Regions from separate parts of the Danio rerio genome. Here region 1 is linked to region 2. Evidence: chromatin contacts called from public Hi-C data. All regions are on one chromosome and are shown on one strand. Each heading gives the region's core, a stretch centred on a gene start, on an enhancer-like site or on the middle of the called end of the contact. The rest is flanking DNA. Distances are from core to core; before and after follow the strand shown. Region 1 overlaps fam49bb (family with sequence similarity 49 member Bb). Region 2 has its middle 210 kb from the start of si:ch211-69l10.2.

Evidence for each region. Hi-C and Micro-C count contacts between places; a contact is called where the count stands out from the background.
Region 1: a Hi-C map of hematopoietic stem cells shows a contact between it and region 2, with 2.5 times the contacts expected there. The contact joins two enhancer-like sites. A contact is called at or near these places in 2 of 18 Hi-C or Micro-C datasets (embryo and hematopoietic stem cells).

What each region holds. Positions count from the first base shown.
Region 1 is chr24:11,194,472-11,200,959 of GRCz12tu, reverse strand. The region is part of intron 2 of fam49bb (family with sequence similarity 49 member Bb); the gene reads left to right. Among named protein-coding and RNA genes, the nearest start is that of fam49bb, 57 kb to the left of the region's middle. Within about 2 kb of position 3,744, at least 23 of the 62 cell types and tissues checked have an H3K27ac peak or open chromatin away from gene starts, as enhancers often do.
Region 2 is chr24:10,984,347-10,990,979 of GRCz12tu, reverse strand. No RefSeq gene overlaps it. Among named protein-coding and RNA genes, the nearest start is that of si:ch211-69l10.2, 210 kb to the right of the region's middle. Within about 2 kb of position 2,484, at least 32 of the 62 cell types and tissues checked have an H3K27ac peak or open chromatin away from gene starts, as enhancers often do.

The DNA of each region.
Region 1 (6,488 bases), core at 2,495-4,994, 210 kb before region 2:
TATATATATATATATATATATATATATATATTTATATATATATATATATATATATATATATATATATATATATATATATATATATATATATATATATATATATATATATATATATATATTCATTTTATACATATATTTATTTATTTATTTTTTAAGTCATTTAGTGTAGTTTAGTTTAATTTAGATTTGTTTACAAGTTTTATTTTATGTCTCAATTAGGATCTGTTTGGCTTAAAAATAGTTTACACTTTTCCATCACCAAGTCCAAGGCAACAAAAGGAAGATTTTTTTATTTATTTATTGTTTTTGTTTTGTATTGTTTGTGTTTTGTTTTTTATGTGTTTGTTGTGTTTGTATGTTTGTTTATGCATTTGCTCGTACTGGTATTTATTAATACTATTCATTTATTTGTTTGTTAATTAATTAATTAATATGCCTATTCAAATGTTTTTTAAGTCATTCTTTTATTTTCTTTCATTTCTTTCTCAACTGTTTGTCTTCTGTAGAGTCACTTGTGCAGATGCTTTCTCTGCTCTCTGGGGTTATTTTTATTTTATTTTATTATTTTCATGTAGTGTAATAAAATATAGTTTAATTTAGATCATTTTCCAACTTTTTATTTTTTATGTCTCATCATTGTTATTATGTCTCAACTCATTATTAGGGGGGGGATTAGGGGACGTGGGGGGATGCAATAATTCTGACTTCAACTGTATGTAGTTATGTATTCATGCATATACATGTATGTATGTTTATTTGTTTATACATTTATTTATTAATAACATTCATTTATTTATTTGTTTGTTTTAATTTTTTGTGCTTATTTTTGTTTTGGTCATGTAGTGTAGTTAAGTTTAATTTAGTTTTGTTTTTATTTTATGTCTCTGTTAGCATCTTTTTTTTTTTTTTTTTCAAATAATTAGTTTTTTTTAATCCAAGGCAATATTAAGTCCAAGGCAATATAACGATTTTATATTATTATTAGTATTATATTTTAGTTTTTTTTTTTCAATTATTCTAGTTGTATGTATGTATATATGCATGCATGCCTGCATGCATGTATGTGTATCTGCATGTTTGTATTTATTAATATTATTTATTTTTTGCTTATTTTTTTAAATGATGTGCTTTTATTTTATTATATTAATTTTTTTATTTTATTTTATTTTATTTTATTTTATTTTATTTTATTTTATTTTATTTTATTTTATTTTATTTTATTTTATTTTATTTTATTCCACTAAGAGTAGGGAGTGGCCCTGCCACACATACTCCTCACTGTCAGCAGAGGGTGCTCTGGGCCTAAAAATGCAGCTCAAGCTTCTTAGCGTAAATCCACCTCTTGTGAAACACACCCCCAAAAACCCCAGTCTCATTTGAGCGGTGCCCCACCCCTCAGCACTAACAGCTCCACTGACCAACACTTAATTCTGACACACTTAGGTTTAAATTATGAACTCCAAATTTCAAAGTATGAAAAAAATAATAATAAAAATGAAGTTTGATTTAATAACAGTCGGACAATGACTAAAAGACTTAAGTGCTTCAAAAAAAGGGTCAGGCATTCAATTTCATAGACATGCAAACTTCATAGCCAAGATCACCATCTTTAGACTGTGAATCCCCCAGACGGTGTTAATCGGTATTCAGTGTCTTTTTGTTCTTGTCTTGCACCAATTGACTTTCTCAGATCTTAAAGACATTTGCAGTGAAAAAAGAAGACCAAGATGTCTATAATTTTTCTGAAACAGACATGGGCATTATAAAAACTGTGACATTGAAGAGGCAATTTCAGTCCCTCAGTGTATTTATTTATTTTTTTCATCAGGTGTAAGTCAATTGAGGCTTGGCTTTATTTAAAAAAAAAAAAAAAAAAAAAAATCCTTTGAAAGATTACAATAATCTCAGCAGCTTCAGAAATGGAAGTGACGTGTGTTTGTTGATTAAACAGACTTTGAACATTTGGAACAGGGTGGCTTAAAATTCTTTCTCCCACCATTTCAGATGAGGTGCCCTGTTTTGGCTTATGATATTCGGTTGCCATGGTTTCTGGCTTTGATCATGAGAGGTACAGTGCCGCCTAAGAGGTCCTATTGTAGGAGAGATTAACCAAAAATCCTACTCCGAACCTCTCCTGTTATCACCATATACCACCACCAACTTGAGACTTATGCAAATTTTGCAAACGATAATAAGTGCGAAGTGAGCAGCAGTTTGATGTCACTATTTGTCAGAGGAGGCTGCAAACATCACTGTTGTCATTTGTGACTGTGTTGTTGCAGTAATGCTCAAACCGGCTGCACCAATAGCTAACATCCTTCAAAAGCGCTGCAGCCTCATTGGTTTATCCAGCGGTTTATTTTGATTTTGTGCTTAAACAGGGCATTAAAGCTGCTGTTTACTCCAGCCTGGCCAGCGTGGGCGGAGCTGCAAATCAAAAACAAATACACGCTTACCCCCCCCTCTCATCTGTCATCCTTCTTATTCCTGATTATTTAACGCTTCTGCTCAGCTGGGTGGGGTCAGGGAGTTCATACAAGGTTTTGGGGTGAATGAATGCTATCCGCACCCCATCATCAAGGGGTCACGGTACAATCAGAACACAACTATTTTGGCTAATGCGATGTGGCGGCACGCCCTAGGAAATTTAGGTCAAGTTAAAAGTGCAGACAAGGATGTAAGTGATGCTGCGGTAGAGCGACATTGCATGCGGCATCACATGCGTGCACAAATTGCTCATATTTGAGCCTACATTAGCAAATATCACAGGCACACTCTTGGCATTTGGAAAACGATAAGCAATAAATGTGTATTTTAAAGCTTAAATTGCATGAATTCCTAGCTAAGTCTCTGTAAATTAGATTTTAGACAGCGTTGTGATGTTAAGTGTCACTCTTCTGGCAATATTCTCCCATTAGGTTCAATTCTGCGCATACTTCACCACATACATAACTGGATTATTGCATCCACTTACTCAAATAAGCACAAACGCAAAAAAAAAAAACACACACTAATTCACTCGCTCCCCTCCCCCTCGATGCCTTAGGCAGCCGGTTAGCCACTCCATGGCTGTGCCCACGTGACGGAGGGATTGAGGGAGGGGAGAGATTGTTGTTTTTTTTTTCTTATGGCGCCAAAACGATAGCGTAGTATTGCGAAGCACGTGGACTCCCATGCTGCAGTGCTCCTTCAGAATTACAGCATGCCTTACATTCAGTCTGTGTACAGTACATACTGTATGTATTATAAATGGTACACAATCCAACATTGCACACATGCAGTTTACATCTTTCCTTGCACAAATTAAATTAATCAAAATAAAACGTATTCACCCTTTACTGAAACTCAAACAGCTTTGGAACAAGTGGAGGTTGTGTATTCTGTCAAGAACTAAACACATTTTGAGAAATGTGTGTGTGTTAATTTGAGATATGTGATTCTGTATGCAGAATGTCAGTTGTTAGTAAAAAATTCTGATTAATCAGCGTGTTTCTATTGCGCTAGTTGTGCATTTATGGCGCATTACCTCATCCCTATTCATATATTCATATGCAAGCTCTTAAGTCGGACTACTACTCCAGTGCCCTCATCCTCCCCTCCGCCTTGCCACTCGCTTTCTGATTGGCTGTCGGTGTGTTTTTGGTAGCACCAGCTTTTTTCAACTCCATGGATACAGTGGAGCGCAGGAGAACTTGCGTTCAGCCAATCAGAATGCAGTAGTGAATCGTAAGTGCCCAGCGGGCTTAGAAGAGCCCCCTCTTTGCCCCCTCCTTCTCCAGATCCCATCGTAGCTCCTCTCCTCCAGCACGCAATCTCCCAGTAGGAGGCTTCCAAAAGAAAACAACCAGGTCAGAGCCTCTTTCCGTTGGAAAAGGCTTGTACAGGGAGCTCGCCTTCACCCTTTGGGACCGCTGTGAATAAAGCTGAGAGGCAAATGCAGTGTTTCTAATACAATCTTCACTTCTGTCTGTGTGGCCCACATACCCTGTTGTTTTTGTCAGGATGTGTTTAATCTTCTTGGCTTCTCATCATTTTCTTTTTATAAAGGGATCTTTTCATACATACACTTCAAGCATGCTTGTGAGAACATTACCACAAGTTATTGACATTGTTTATTTGATCTCACATTGTTTTTTGCATCTGTTTATTTGTTTTCATGAGGAATGTGATTTCTCTCTGTAAAAATGTGGGACACTATTGGATTTTGGCAATTGCTGCCCTTGGAATGACCCCCCTAATGGTTAGAAGGAGTGCTGGGTGGGATTTGGGTTTGGTAGACATGGCAGGGGCGCATCATTGGCATCGCTTGGATTCAGGTCACATTTATCTTGAGTACATTTTGTGGAGGAGTTTGAAAATACAGTAAACCCAGTGCAAAATTATGTGAGTTTTAGAGACTAATGTGATTGGTGTTTATCCTTGTTACTATTAGAGCTGCGCAATTTATCAAAAAACTTTGACAGCACCACATCCTCTTAACTTTAATTTCTCCTTAAAAACCCAATTTCACAAGGAAATCAGTCAAATCTTGTAACGTACAGTATGTGTGTGACTTTTGCAAAATAGGATGTGGTTGATTTAATTAAATGTATTGGATTTAAACATGTTTTAAAAGCACTAAAGATAATGTGCACTTTGTTAAAGGTTAAAAAAGGTTAATTTTAATTAGGTTAATTTTAAAAAGGTTATTTTTAATTATTTTGGAAACTTTTGATCATCATTATTATCAGATATTCTACTCTTCTGTGGAATTGAGAATTGTTTCAAGAAGTATATAAACACTCATATATATTTTCACTTTAACATTTTTTTTATTTGACATTTTTCAGAAAACAAATTCACAAATTAACACCTTCCTCAGTGTGTAACTCACTCATATAAGTTTTTTTTTTTTTTGGACATATCGCGGATAAATAAGTATGCTAAATATGCTATTGATTGTATTGTAAGTTTGTTTACCACATTGACTAAAATAATCATAGTTAATCATTAGGGCTGTGCAGTAAAATCGGTATCGGTATTTATTGACCAAACACCATTGTCAATAACAATAAAAAAGTTTTGTATGAAGTTTCGGTATGAAGGCTGTAGTTTTATTAAAATGTGGCTGCTGAGCACGTGCTTGGGGTGTATTTTGTAATTTTGAATGTAAGCGCACATGGTGTGCAAGCGGCGCACACGTAACTTGCACGCATTTTCCAAACATCTGAACTTTTCCTAATGCCGCAAGGGCACTTCGGTTCATGTGAGTAGAACTAACAAATATGCTTCACAATTTGTATGGAATATACACATTTCAGTAATAACAGCAGACTAATTACCTCAGACAAACACAGCACATCCAAGCACTGCACTGCTTTTTATTCTCCATACACTTCCATTGGAACTGCAGTTTGTCTGTTTGTCATCCTCTGAGAAAACGCTTGATGGTCGCCTAGTTACGAGAGACGCCAGAAAAGCGTGAGCGCAAAATGCATAGAAAATGGTGAAGGAAACCACCCACTTGTCACTTCAGGTCAGAATAACAACATATGTGAAAATGAGTGCCATCTAGCAACACTGAGGAGATTGTAAATAAATAAGGATGTAAGGATGTTGCCAGAGTGGCTTTTTGGTTTCTTTTCTTGTTCATCCCAGCCACTAGCTCCCCCTATGAAAGAGTATTATTTTAGCATAGTGAGTAATGTAGTCATTTAACTTCCCAATTTGTAATGTTGAATTATGTATTTGAATAATGGTTATGGTTAGTTCCTTTACTTAAAATCTCAGATTTGGTTATCATAATTTGTGTTGTTTACAGAGTTTAAGGCTTACTGTATCATTATTGTTCATACTTTACAGATGTTGATCTACCTTTGCACACATTTTGTAACGTTTTATTAATCAAGTTTAAGAGTCTCTTTAACACCAAAATTATGTTTATTTTATTATATAGATAGAGATATTTTTTAAATATTAAATATTTAAACTATTTTCCTTAGTAATGTTGTTGTAAATTACAATAAAGTGGTTAAATAAAAAATCCAAATATTCCTAAATGTATTGTTAAAAAAGATTCAATAATTATCTATATCGAATTATATAAAACATTATATTTTGATAGTTTTTTTGTTTGTTTGTTTGTTTGGTTTTTTTTTGCAATATTGCCCAGCTCTAATCATAATAATGTCACAAATGAGCAGCATCTAGTTGCTAAATTGTTTAGTTTTTCAGTACATCCGGGTTACATGATCGTTTTCTGATATTCTGATTTGGTGCTCAACAATTTATTTATTTTTACATTTTTTTGTATAGTTTTAGAAAACAGTTCTAATTAATATTTTTGTGGAAACTAAACTAAAATGTATTGATTGTGTTAAAGCAGCTTAACAGAAGTTCTAGTAGATTGAAACTGTGTCAGTAGAGTTTTCAGAGTTGAAGTTTTCACAGTTTAGTTCATTTAATTGTGTTCTAATTTTCACTGCTGGAAGTACAAACACTGAAGAGCA
Region 2 (6,633 bases), core at 1,235-3,734:
GTTGTAGTGATTACTACATGTAACGTATAGTCTGTTTCAAACTGTAAATTACTGTAGCAAGTTCAGAGATCAATAATTTGGAAAAGCCTAATCATCATGTTTATCCTCTCTTTAAACTGTATCAACTGGAGAGTCATGATGCCAGAATAGCAGCTATATCAAGCACCACTCTTATTGATCAGCGCAAGCTAAATCAATATTACTGACATTTGCAGTAAGTGCTATAGTTAAGGGGTAAGATTTTTTTGGGAATGAAACGTGTGATTTACACCAGTTTCAAAATTCTGCTGCAATATAAAACTGATTCCAGCACTTGACAATACATCACAATTACACATGTCTAAATGTGGTTACATCAGATTTATGATTTTTAAATGTTCCTATGTAAACAAACGATGGACTAGCTTCCCATTTTTGGAATTACTTTTAGCCAGCTGGTGACAGAAAGTTTTGTATAAAGTGAATTTCATTCATTCATTTTCTTTTCAGCTTAGTCCCTTTATTAGTCTGGGGTCGCCACAGCGGAATGAACCGCCAACTTATTCACCATAGGTTTTTACGCAGCAGATGCCCTTCCAGCCACAACTCATCTCTACCAACCCATCCAATACGGACAATTTAGCCTACCCAATTCACCTGTACCACATGTCTTTGGACTGTGGGGAAACCAGAGTACCCGGAGGAAACCCACGCCAACGTAGGGAGAACATGCAAACTCTACACAGAAATGCCAACTGACCCAGCTGAAGCTCGAACCAGCGACCTTCTTACTGTGTCGCCTCATGAAGTGAATTTATAAGGCAGAAATCACTTAAGTAACTGTCTTCTTTTTAAATAACAAACTTGCATTTATTGTTTACAATATGAAGTGTTTTTATATGTTTTTTATGTATACATTAGGCCTGTAGGTATTACCTGAAATGTATATTTGAAAAAAATAGATGCTATTGAAAGAGAGCATTAACATTCTGTCATCATTTACCCATCTTTCCAATTTTATGAACCATTTAAAAAAACAATTAAGTTATTTTCAAAAATGCTAGAAACCGGTAACTATTGACTTCCATGTTATTTTGTCTATCTTGCTATGTAAGTCAATAGTTATAGGTTTCTAACATTTTTCAAAATATGTTCTTTTGTGTTCAGCAAAAAAAAAGGGAAACTCATAAAGGTGTGAAACCACTTGAAATAAGGATGTCCCGATCAGACTTTTTTGCCCTCAAGTCTGAGTCATTTGATTTTTAGTACCTACCGATACCGAAACCCGATCCAATACTTCTATAATGCGTAAAAAATTAATAAAGAAGAGCGAAGAAACAGATCCAAGATGTTCCTTATTTTTAATGTAATTCATCTTATTTTAACATTTAATAACAAACAGAGCACTTCTGTAAATTAGCTTGAACAATAACATAATAAATAACATCAGTTCTTCACTTTTGGACTTTAGTGCAAAAGTAAATATATATATATATATATATATATATATATATATATATATATATATATAAATCTAATATAAAAACAAATAGCACCTCAACTTAAAAAAATCCAGCAGGCAATCCCAAGTTTACATATCTCACAGTTTACTATGGCAATGTTGTTGTTATCAACTGTATAATACCTCCAGACCGCAGACACACTCGGGCTTTCTGCTTCAAGTTGCTTCTGTGTTCGACTTTGACAACATTTAACCAATAGCATATCTGCAACAAAGTGATGTCGTGCCGCGCACGTTGCTGTTTCTGTGTCAAGTAAGAGGTCCAACTCAGTACCACCACATAATTATAGATGTGTTAAAAATAATGTGAATATATATATATATATATATATATATATATATATATATATATATATATATATATATATATATATATATATATATATATATATATATATATATATATATAGATCAAGTCTGAAACTGCGTGATCACGTGATGGGATCTGGACTACCCCAACTTAAAGTTTAGTCCATTTTAATTTTTTGTTGTTGAGCTATCCCTTTAGAGCAAATGTCACCTAGTTCAAAAATGCAGTTATATAAAAGACATCCTTGCATTTTTATGTCTGTCACATAAGTTTGGCGGCTCTGAATTGCTTCTTTATTCTTCTGTTTTCTTTTCATGGTAGATCTATTAGGAGTACAGAAAGAAATGATGTTATATATGTATTTCTCCAGTACTTCTCCGGAACTTTTCGTTGGATCTAGCCCTAACAAAATACTTTGGTAATACTTACACTAATATAGAAACATGCTGGTTCGTTTTTCAGAATGCAGGAAAAAAAAAGGAAGAAAGCCCCAAAACTTCTTAAGCTAAATCCAGCTTCAAGTGTCTTCCCCAGTGACCCCACCTCCCTTTCCCCTCATGATGACCGTCTACAGAGGAAGAAATCCATCAGGTCTGATTGGTGTCAGGCTACTGTTTGTGTCCAAAGTAATGAAGTCTCTTTCTCTCATCTCATTCTCTCAGCTCTTTAGGGGGCGTCAGAGTGCCTTGTTAGGACTGCTCAGACCTCACAGGATGAACCCTGGAGGTTACAGAGGGGGACCCAGTAACAAGAGAAAGAAGGGGGGGTTGTCCCCTCCTGTTGATAACCCCTCTTTAGCTATTCCCGCCGGGACCTCAGGAGACACGAGGATTACTGAGGTGATGCGTATAAGATTGACATCCTCGGACCTCACTTTAGCGTTTAATCAGTTTCCCAGTCTCAGCAGGGAGGAACCATGTCGATAGGGTGGTGTTTTTTATAATTACAGCATGTTTGTGGATTAGAGCTGTGTTAATATATCACACTTTTTATGACTTCAAGCACATATGTATCCCTTTATTGCTCGCTCGCTCAGCCGCAGTTTGTTTTTGGCACAGCTTCCAATCTATACAATAAATTATTTGACTTTTCCTGCGCTGCGGAAAGGAACAGGAAAACGTGTTTTAATCAAAAGAGACAAGTGTGCTTCCAAGCAAAATAGTATATTTCATCAGAGTGCACTATGGGACGATGAACTCCACAAAATGTGACCCGCAGAGTGTTTGCGGATTCCAATATTGGAGTTTAAACATGACATCACCGCTTACTTTGTTTTTAGAAGCACTGAGTAACGTAGAACAAAGAGACTGCTAAATAAATTTGCCGTGAATTTACGTAATGTAAAGTTTATTCCAATAGTAGAGTAACTGAGACGAACTTATAACAAAATTAGCTTTATTTGAATAAATTAAAGAATGAATAAATGAATGAATGAATGAATGAATGAATGAATGAATAAATAAATAAATAAATAAATAAATAAATAAATAAATAAACATATGCCGGAATTTTTGCCGCTTCATTCTGCTGTGGCGACCCCTGATATATAAGGGACTAAGCTGAAGGAAAATTAATGAATAAATAAAAAAATAAAAATAAACAAATTATTAAATAAATAACATACATACATACATACATACATTCATACATGGTGGCTAGTACTGTCGCCTCACAGCAAAAAGTTTGCTGGTTCGAGTCCCTGTTGAAGTTTTCCTGAGCTGCAGGTTTCCTATACAGTCCAAAGATATGTGCTATGAGTGAATTGGATGAACTAAATATGGCGATGGTGTATCAGTGTGTTTCCCATATAATGGTTTGCGGCTGGAAGGTCATCTGTTGCGTAAAACATATGCTGGATAAGTTGGTGGTTCATTCCGCTGTGGCGACCACAGATAAATAAGGGACTAAGCCAAAGGAAAATTATTGAATAAACATAGGTACATACACACACAAAATTCTGGTGGATGAAGTTTAATAATCAAGCAATATTTAACAATATTTCAACAATATGTAAAAGTGGCAGTTCATACCACTGTGGATAAAAATATACAATATCCACTAAAGCAGAGAGAGAGAGAGAGAGAGAGAGAGAGAGAGAGAAAGAGATGAATGGCCATTAATTTGTTTTATTGTTACAGATTTATGTTCATATATATACAGTTGAAGTGAGAATTATTAGCCCCCATTTGATTTCTTTTTTCTTTTTTAAATATTTCCCAAATTATGTTTAACAGAGCAAGGAAATTTTAACAGTATGTCTGATAATATATTTTCCTCTGGAGAAAGTCTTACTTGTTTTATTTCGACTAGAATAAAAATTTTTAGTTTTTTAAAAGCTATTTTAAGGTCAATATTATTAGCCCTTTTAAGCTATATTTCTACAGAACAAACCATCGTTATACAATAACTTGCCTAATTACCCTAACTTGCCTAGTTAACCCAATTAACCTAGTTAACCCTTTAAATGTCACTTTAAGCTGTATAGAAGTGACATGAAAAATATATAGTAAAATATTATTTACTGTCATCATGGCAAAGATAAAAATAAATTAGTTATTAGAAATGAGTTATTAAAACTACTATATTTAGAAATGTGTTAAAAAATCTCTCTGTTAAACAGAAATGGGGGAAAAATAAACAGGGGGTTAATAATTCTGACTTCATCTCTCTCTCTCTCTCTCTCTCTCTCTCTCTCTCTCTTTATATATATATATATATATATATATATATATATATATATATATATATATATATATATATATATATATATATATATATATATATATATATACTACCAAATTTAGACAATGATGCACAAATATGAACATGTCTAGATTTCATTTTACTCAATGTATTCAAACAACTCAACTTTTCACATTTGATTTACAATCTGCCTGTTATACATGAACATGAATTCCATTCCATTCTAAAATTTTTCATTATAGTGCCAGACAATCGAGCTTTGAAGATCTACCATTTTAGACTCATTTTAAAACAGTTTGTAAATTCAATGAATAGTTCATTAGAGACTCACTTTTAAATTTTAATGAATTAAAAAAAAAATTCACACAATAAAAAGCCCACAAGGAAGTATTGAGAAAGCCATCAGACTTCTGGGCTTTGACGTCATGGCTACATAACTTAATCATGTTGTTCAAGCAATAAATCCACCTCTCGTATTCATGTCCATTCCCCATTCACAAAGCAGTCTAAAAAACAAACTCATGGATAAATTTAGATATTACAGTTTTCTCTGACGTCCAGTTAAAATGAAAGGGAATACAGATCAGATGTTTATAAAACAGGATTAAGAAAGTAATAATAATAATAGTAATAACATTGGCGGTTTATTCCGCTGTGACGACCGCAGATTAATAAAGGGACTAAGCTGAAAATGAATGAATGAATGAATGAATGAATGAATGAATGAATGAATGAATGAATGAATGAATGAAGAAATAAATGAATAATAATAATAATAATAATAATAATAATAATAATAACAAAAAGAAAGTAAGGAATTTTAAAGAATATAGTTTACAGATCAAATCAATTGCAACTAAAAGTCAAACAATTAACTATAATAAACAATCAAATATAAATACTTTATGTACCTGCAAAATGTCAATAGTAAGTAAAACAGAAGATAAAAAATGGTATCACAATGAGAATACTGCCTTGTGTCATTAGTGTGGCACTATAGTATTCTACTTGGTTACCATTCAATATTATTGGTAATTGGAATAGCATTCCTATGTGGTTGCTAAGGTGTTCTGAGTATTCCAGTGAATTTCTATAATAGGGTGTGAAGTGCAGGAGGACATTTAACTTCACTATAGAAAGCTTGATCTTTCTGAAGATAAATTTAAAGAGTTTAGATGCAAAAAAAACGTCTGAAATTTTCCTCTAAAATGAGCATTTTTATCAGGCTAATGTTTGTATGTTTTTATATTATCACTTTTATGGGAAAAAATAAGTCCTTTTCCTGGTCTTTAAAGTGAAATACCTCATCATAAACAAAGGTGGCAAAAAAAAAATGTTCATTTTGATGAAAATTTCAGACAGCACTTAGAGGCACTTTTGCATCTGAACTCTTTATGTCTAGCTTTAAATGATAAAATCATAATATTAGCATAATATTAGCCCCGCTGAATTATTAGCCCCCCTGTTTATTTTCCCCCCAATTTCTGTTTAACAGAGAGATTTTTTCAACACATTTCTAAACATAATATTTTTAATAACTCGTTTTTAATAACTGATTGATATTATCTCTGTCATGATGACAGTACATACTATTTCACTATATTTTTCAAGACACTAGTATTCAGCTTAAAGTTACATTTAAAGGCTTAACTAGGTTACTTAGGTTAACTAGGCAGGTTAGGGTATTAGGCAAGTTATTGTATAATGATGGTTTGTTCTGTAGACAGTGGGAAAAATATAGCTTAAAGGAGCTAATCATTTTGACCTTGAAATGGTTTTAAAAAAATTAAAACTGCTTTTATTCTAGCCTCAATAAAACAAATAAGACTTTCTCCAGAAGAAAAAATATTATTAGACATACTATGAAAATCCCGGAGGAAACCCACGCAAACGCAGGGAGAACATGCAAACTCCACACAGAAACGCCAACTGAGCCACGGTTTGAACCAGCAACCTTCTACTGCGCCACTGCGTCACCTCTGATTGATACAGTTAAATCATAATTTTCATACCTGAAAATGTTTACATAAACATGAAGAGTTGAACTACACATGCAAATGGACACAGTGGTTTATATGTATTTTAAGTGTTTAAAATGCTCATATACTCTGCAGTTGTC